2 separate regions of the Mus musculus genome follow, and region 2 is linked to region 1. Evidence: chromatin contacts called from public promoter capture Hi-C data. All regions are on one chromosome and are shown on one strand. Each heading gives the region's core, a stretch centred on a gene start, on an enhancer-like site or on the middle of the called end of the contact. The rest is flanking DNA. Distances are from core to core; before and after follow the strand shown.

What was found. Promoter capture Hi-C pulls out the DNA fragments that hold promoters and counts their contacts.
Region 2: a promoter capture Hi-C map of embryonic stem cells shows a contact between it and region 1, with 6 times the contacts expected there. The contact joins the promoter of Gins2 here to the enhancer-like site in region 1. A contact is called at or near these places in 19 of 39 promoter capture datasets (the 3T3-L1 cell line, 3T3-L1-derived adipocytes, the C10 cell line and 13 more), 4 of 15 datasets of contacts at CTCF or cohesin (the G1E-ER4 cell line, embryonic stem cells and large pre-B cells), 16 of 484 Hi-C or Micro-C datasets (the AML12 cell line, the G1E-ER4 cell line, the HL-1 cell line and 6 more), 18 of 115 datasets of contacts at active chromatin or transcription factors (the 230-238 cell line, the SCID.adh cell line, acute myeloid leukemia and 10 more) and 6 of 9 other capture datasets (adipose tissue, embryonic stem cells, embryonic tail and 3 more).

What each region holds. Positions count from the first base shown.
Region 1 is chr8:120,362,819-120,365,518 of GRCm38.p6, reverse strand. It overlaps a transcript of Gse1 not described here. Among named protein-coding and RNA genes, the nearest start is that of Gm39264, 19 kb to the right of the region's middle. Within about 2 kb of position 1,293, at least 97 of the 459 cell types and tissues checked have an H3K27ac peak or open chromatin away from gene starts, as enhancers often do. A contact at or near this core is called in the G1E-ER4 cell line, the HPC-7 cell line, the SCID.adh cell line and 9 more, where this site is marked.
Region 2 is chr8:120,587,745-120,590,444 of GRCm38.p6, reverse strand. It overlaps Gins2 (GINS complex subunit 2 (Psf2 homolog)), which reads left to right and starts at 1,370. Exons shown (of 5, transcript NM_178856.1): 1 at 1,370-1,519; 2 at 1,606-1,720. The coding sequence starts at 1,430. It overlaps Gm10614 (a long non-coding RNA gene), which reads right to left and starts at 1,268. Exons shown (of 4, transcript XR_003947476.1): 1 at 391-1,268.

The sequences.
Region 1 (2,700 bases), core at 44-2,543:
CTCCTGCTCCCCAGCGTCCTGCCTGGCACTGCCACTATGGCTTCTGTGGGGACCAGGCCCTCGGAGGTGACAGCTATTTCCCTATAGTCCTGATTTCTCTGCCTCGTGTTCTCCTGGCAGGCTCAGCTGACCAAGACATTTTGTGCACAGAGGAGGAAGGCTATGCCCTAAGACACAGAGGGGTCACCCTGACAGCCCTCATTCCTGTAGGAATTTGGCACCACAAGGGGGGTCAACACAAAGGTCAAAGGTCAAAGAGACACAGTCAAGGCTGGGGTGCTGGGAAAGGATGTGCGTATGCGTGGGACACAGGGAGGAGGAGGAGGAGGCTCAGACGAGAAAGGAGAAGAGGCTCCACAAGAGGAGGCTCCACGGCACAGAAGGCCAGGCAAGTGGTGGGCTCTCAGAGGCTGAGGTGGGCTGTGGGTTTCAGAGCCTAGTCAGTGCTCTTTGCTTGGGGGTGGGGGTTGTAGATGCAAGGGACACAGGCCACTGGGAGGGAGGAGGGACAGGAGGCTCCAGCATTTCTGAGTCAAGGGTCTCGGGTCTCTCCCCAGAGAACTTCTTCTCTGCCCTATTCAGCTGGTAGGGTCTCCATTCTGAATTCCCTTCTCTCTAAAGTCCCCAGTCACATGGTGCTTCCCCTGTGGCTTGCTCTTCTTGGTGTCCATCTTGATGCATTTGGGGGAAAGAGAGCACTCCAGGTGCCCTCAGCTTTGGCAGTGTTTGGGGGTTCCAGGGGAAAGTTCTAGGCAGATCTATGTTCTGGATGCATTTGGAGGTGGGGACCAGGGTGATCTGCCTGCTGTCTCCAAGGTACCCAGGGGAGGGGAAGGGGCAGAACCTGGTTCCTGGGGCTAACCCCACCCACTCCAGGCTTCTGTTTCTGGCTCTGCTGGGTTGCGCCCCCTTCTGGGCCAGTGACAAACTACATCCACAGCTTCTGTCCGGGAGGGGCAGGAAACCATCCTGACCCCTGACCTGCTCAGCAAAGAGAGGGGAATTTGGGGGTCCAAATGCAGGCTGTCCTTACTCAGCAGCTTACAAGGCTGGCCCACCACACCCCTGAGTTCTGGAGTGACCCCACTGTCCTGCAACTGCCTGAATAGAGACACACTTCCTGTCCACTCCGCCCCTTTCACTGACACTAGGGACCCCGTACCAAAGACATAGTCAGCCCAGTCAGGCTGACTGGAACGGACCGCCAACCAGCAGGCTCTATGAGACACCACCTCCTCCTGCAGCTGTGAACAAAGAGCCACCTCACAGGGCAAAGTGGACCTCTTGTGGCTGTAGCTGGGACATTAAACCCTAGGCAGAAGGAGAGGTTAGATAAGCCAGTTGGGTGTGTTGGGGTCTCAGGGTTATTCCAGCTGGGGAGGGGTACAATGGGAGAGAAAGGAGAAACACGAGGAAGGGGCCACAGGCCAAGGACAGCTGAGGCTTTCAGAAGCTGGGGCAAGCGCGAGGCAGATCTTACACACTAAGGAGGAAGCAGCCTGTGAGGCCTTAGCCTGGAACCCAGCCGAGAGCTCTGACCTCTAACCTAAAAGGAAGAGGCACGTTTGGAGCCACTAAGTTCCAGGTGACATGTGACAGCAACCACAGGAAACCGGTGTGACGGGAAGAAGGCCGTTCCCAGACTCACACAAGTGTTTGCTCCCAGGAACATCCTCCAGGGCACAAGCTCAGCTGTGACCTTGAGTGCCCTTGGCCGAGCCATGACCAAGGCTGGGTCCTCTGTTTCCTAAAGGCATTGCTTCTTCTGGTTTTGTTTTGCTTGTAAGATTTGTTTGTTTTTATTTCTTAGGCGAGAGTGTTTTGCCTGTGTGGAAGTGCACCACCTTTGTGCAGTCCCTCTGAAAGCCAGGAGAGGGCGCCAGGTTCCCTGGGCTGGAGTGACTTGAGGCTGGACACTATCTAAATGTGGGTGCTGGGATTTGAACCCTGGCCCTTTGCAAGAAGAGCAGCCAGTGCCCTTCAACACTTGGCCATCTCTGCAGCTCTTCTTATAGCTCCCTCACCAGGTGTTTGAAATAAATTCACTCAACCCTCAGAGCTCCTGTACAAAACATGTGCTGACTGGACCATGCCCTGAGGAGAGAAGGAAGGCTCTAGAGTTGGATAAGAAGCCACTTGGATGCACATACCTGGGCTCTAATTTCCTCCATCCACTGCCGCACAGACCCCAGCTCCCATTCACCCAGTGAAAGCTTGCGAGTCCCCCACACCCCACCCCGCCCGCCTAGGCCAGCCAGCATCACACAGACACACACAGACACACACACACACACACACACACACACACACACGGAGGTAAGAGACCCACAAATTGGAAGGAACAACATTTCCAGATGGGAATGAAGCTGAAGAGAGAGGCTACAACCCCGTGAGCAACTACTAAAAGCTGAACGGAATAAGCCCCCGAGGACACAGGGAAAGTGTCACACATATGTGGCCTTCAGGAGGGTGGGCCAGGCTAGTTATAACATTGTCTCCCTAGGGCCCCATGACTCTTCACCCACAGGGCCCACAAAAGTCACTTCAGTGGCTCCGAGCATAGTCTTTGTGTGTGTTTACGTGCTTGTGTGGAGACTCAGGGAGGGGCAGGTACACACGTCTGTGTAGGTCAGACTCTGATGTCAGATGTCTTCAGTCGTTATCCTGTTTTTGAAGACAGGGACTCACTCACTGAGCTAG
Region 2 (2,700 bases), core at 121-2,620, 220 kb before region 1:
GAATAGAAACCCTGACTAAGACAGGGGGTAACCCCTCTATTAGAGTACGCCCCTATCCTTGCATATCTTTATTTTTGAGATAGGAAATGCTGAGTGACTCAGGCTGTCCCTAGCTGGTGATCCTTCTTGCTTCCACCTATGGAATACTAAGATTACACCTCACCTCAGCGCCCAGTGGTGAGGGTTTCACACTCAGATCCAGCCCCTCTTGTCCTTACCAGTTGTAGGTGACCTATTCCTCCCCAGGAGCTACCCTGGTCTGCTGGCACCCTGCCAGAGTCACCCTGATTATAATGCCTATTAATAGTTCAGCTGTCCTCACAAGACTCCTGATTCAAAATGCCCCTGTGGGGCCATATTAATGCAAGGACTCTAGGGCTGTTGGCTTACCAAGGCACTCTGTACAGAAGGCTTGAGGGCATCAGGCTCCAGGGTATAGCTCAGTGGAAGAGGCTGTGCTTATCATTTTTGAGGACCGGGGTTCCATCTTCACAATTGCAATAACAACAATAATAAAAGAATGATAATACGTGTGCAAACTTGTCCCTGTAGTCTCACCTGAGGTTTGGTTTGCCAAAGTTCTGATTCTGGGCTCTGTCTCGAAGGATCTGCATGGAGCAGATAGGGGAGGCGCATTTTCATTGCTTTTAAACCATCTGTAGAAAGGGCAAAGACTAAAATTAAAGGGAAAACACTTCCTTCGATATGGCGTCTGTGTGGACCAGCCAGCCATGTCCGGGGACCCGGAGCTGACTTTGAGATGAATGCGTTTATTCCTGGATCTGTGTTTCGCGCAGGTGAAAACTCGGCTCCAAACCTTTACCCTCAAAGAGTGGAATCAGGCGAGGGACTCAGCCTGCTGCAGGACGCAAAGGAGCAAGAAGCCATAAGTACACAGCCTCCAGCTCGTGGACAGAAGGGGGCGGGCGCAGGAGGGGCGAGGCCGAACGAAGGAGGGGCGGGAGCAAGAGGCGGGGCTGTACAGACCCGACCCAAACGAGGTAGGTGCGGGGCCGTGAGCGTGGTAGGCGGGCAAGAGGCGGAGTCGAGGCAGACCCGGAGACCAATGAAAAAAAGCGGACGGGCCAGAGGCGGGGCCTAGAGAGGGTAGTGACGTAGTAGGGCGGGGCCGTCAGGGCTGTAACTCGCTGGATCAGGATTCAGGAAGCGTGGAGCCCAAGTACTGGAAAGGGCATCGGTAGGCCTTAGAGGGGCGGGGCCGGCGTACAGCTCCGCCTACAGACCAATCCGCGAGTTTGTACTAGCTGTGACTTGGAGGCTGCGAAGAGAGCAACGTCTCTATAGGGCCGCCGCAGGACGTCTTCCGTTCGAGGGGCGGGCCCCGCGCGGTGGCGGGAAAGAAGTGCCTGAGGCGCTGCCTCTGAGTCGCGGAGGGGCGGTAACGGGCCTGGGCCGCCTACTCTTCAACATGGATGCGGCCGAGGTGGAGTTTTTGGCCGAAAAGGAGTTGGTGACTATCATCCCGAACTTCAGTCTGGACAAGATCTACCTGATCGGGGTGAGCCAGGGCGGTACGGGGCGGCGGCCTGGGATCATGCTCGGGTCACCGCTCCTTTCCACCTGGGGTCTGCGTTGTCCTTGCAGGGGGACCTGGGGCCCTTCAACCCCGGCTTACCCGTGGACGTGCCCCTGTGGCTGGCCATTAACCTGAAACAGAGACAGAAGTGCCGCCTGTTACCTCCGGAATGGATGGATGTGGGTGAGCATTCCCGGGCCCGGGTGGGCGGGCTTGTACGGGGAGGGGGCTGTAGTGATGGCGCACGCCTGTAGTCCCAGCACTCTTTAGAGGCGGTAGAGGCAGGAAGATCTCTGAGTTTGAAGCCAGCTTGGTCCACAGAGGGAGGTGCAGGACAAACAGCCAGGACTACACAGTGAAACCCTGTCTGGGGGTGGGGTGGTGTCCTAGTCAGGGTTTCTATTCCTGCACAAACATCATGACCAACAAGCAAGTTGGGGAGGAAACGGTTTATTTGGCTTACACTTCCATCACCAAGGAAGTCAGGACTGGAACTCAAGCAGGTCAGGAAGCAGGAGCTGATGCAGAGGCCATGGAGGGATGTTCTTGACTGGCTTGCCTCCCCTGGTTTGCTCAGCCTGCTCTCTTATAGAACCCAGGATTATCAGCCCAGAGATGGCACCACCCACAAGGGGCCTTTCCCCCTTGATCACTAATTGAGAAAATGCCTTACAGCTGGATCTCATGGAGGCATGTCCTCAAGGGAGGCTCCTTTCTCTGTGATAACTCCAGCTGTGTCAAGTTGACACAAAACTAGCCAGTACAGGTAGGGATTGGGGAACAGAGATGCAACCTTAAACAAGTTTTGTTTTTGTTTGTCTTTTTTTGTTTCTCTGTGTAGCCCTGGCTGTCCTGGAACTCACTCTGTAGACCAGGCTGGCCTCGAACTCAGAAATCCGCCTGCCTCTGCCTCCCAAGTGCTGGGATTAAAGGCGTGCGCCACCACTGTCTGGTGACTCTGATAGTCTTGAAACTGGGACCCCAGTTTCTGTGCCTTGAGGGGCATCTTTAGCACCCCTGTCCCCCAAAGCCTGAGTCCATTTCCCAGTGTCTGCTGGCCAGGGTTGGGGAGCAGGGGAACAGACTTCTATTGCCTTTGCTACATGGAGAGGAGCAGTCAGGAGTGCAGGAGGCCTCTCTGTCCTGGGATCTGAGGTCAACAG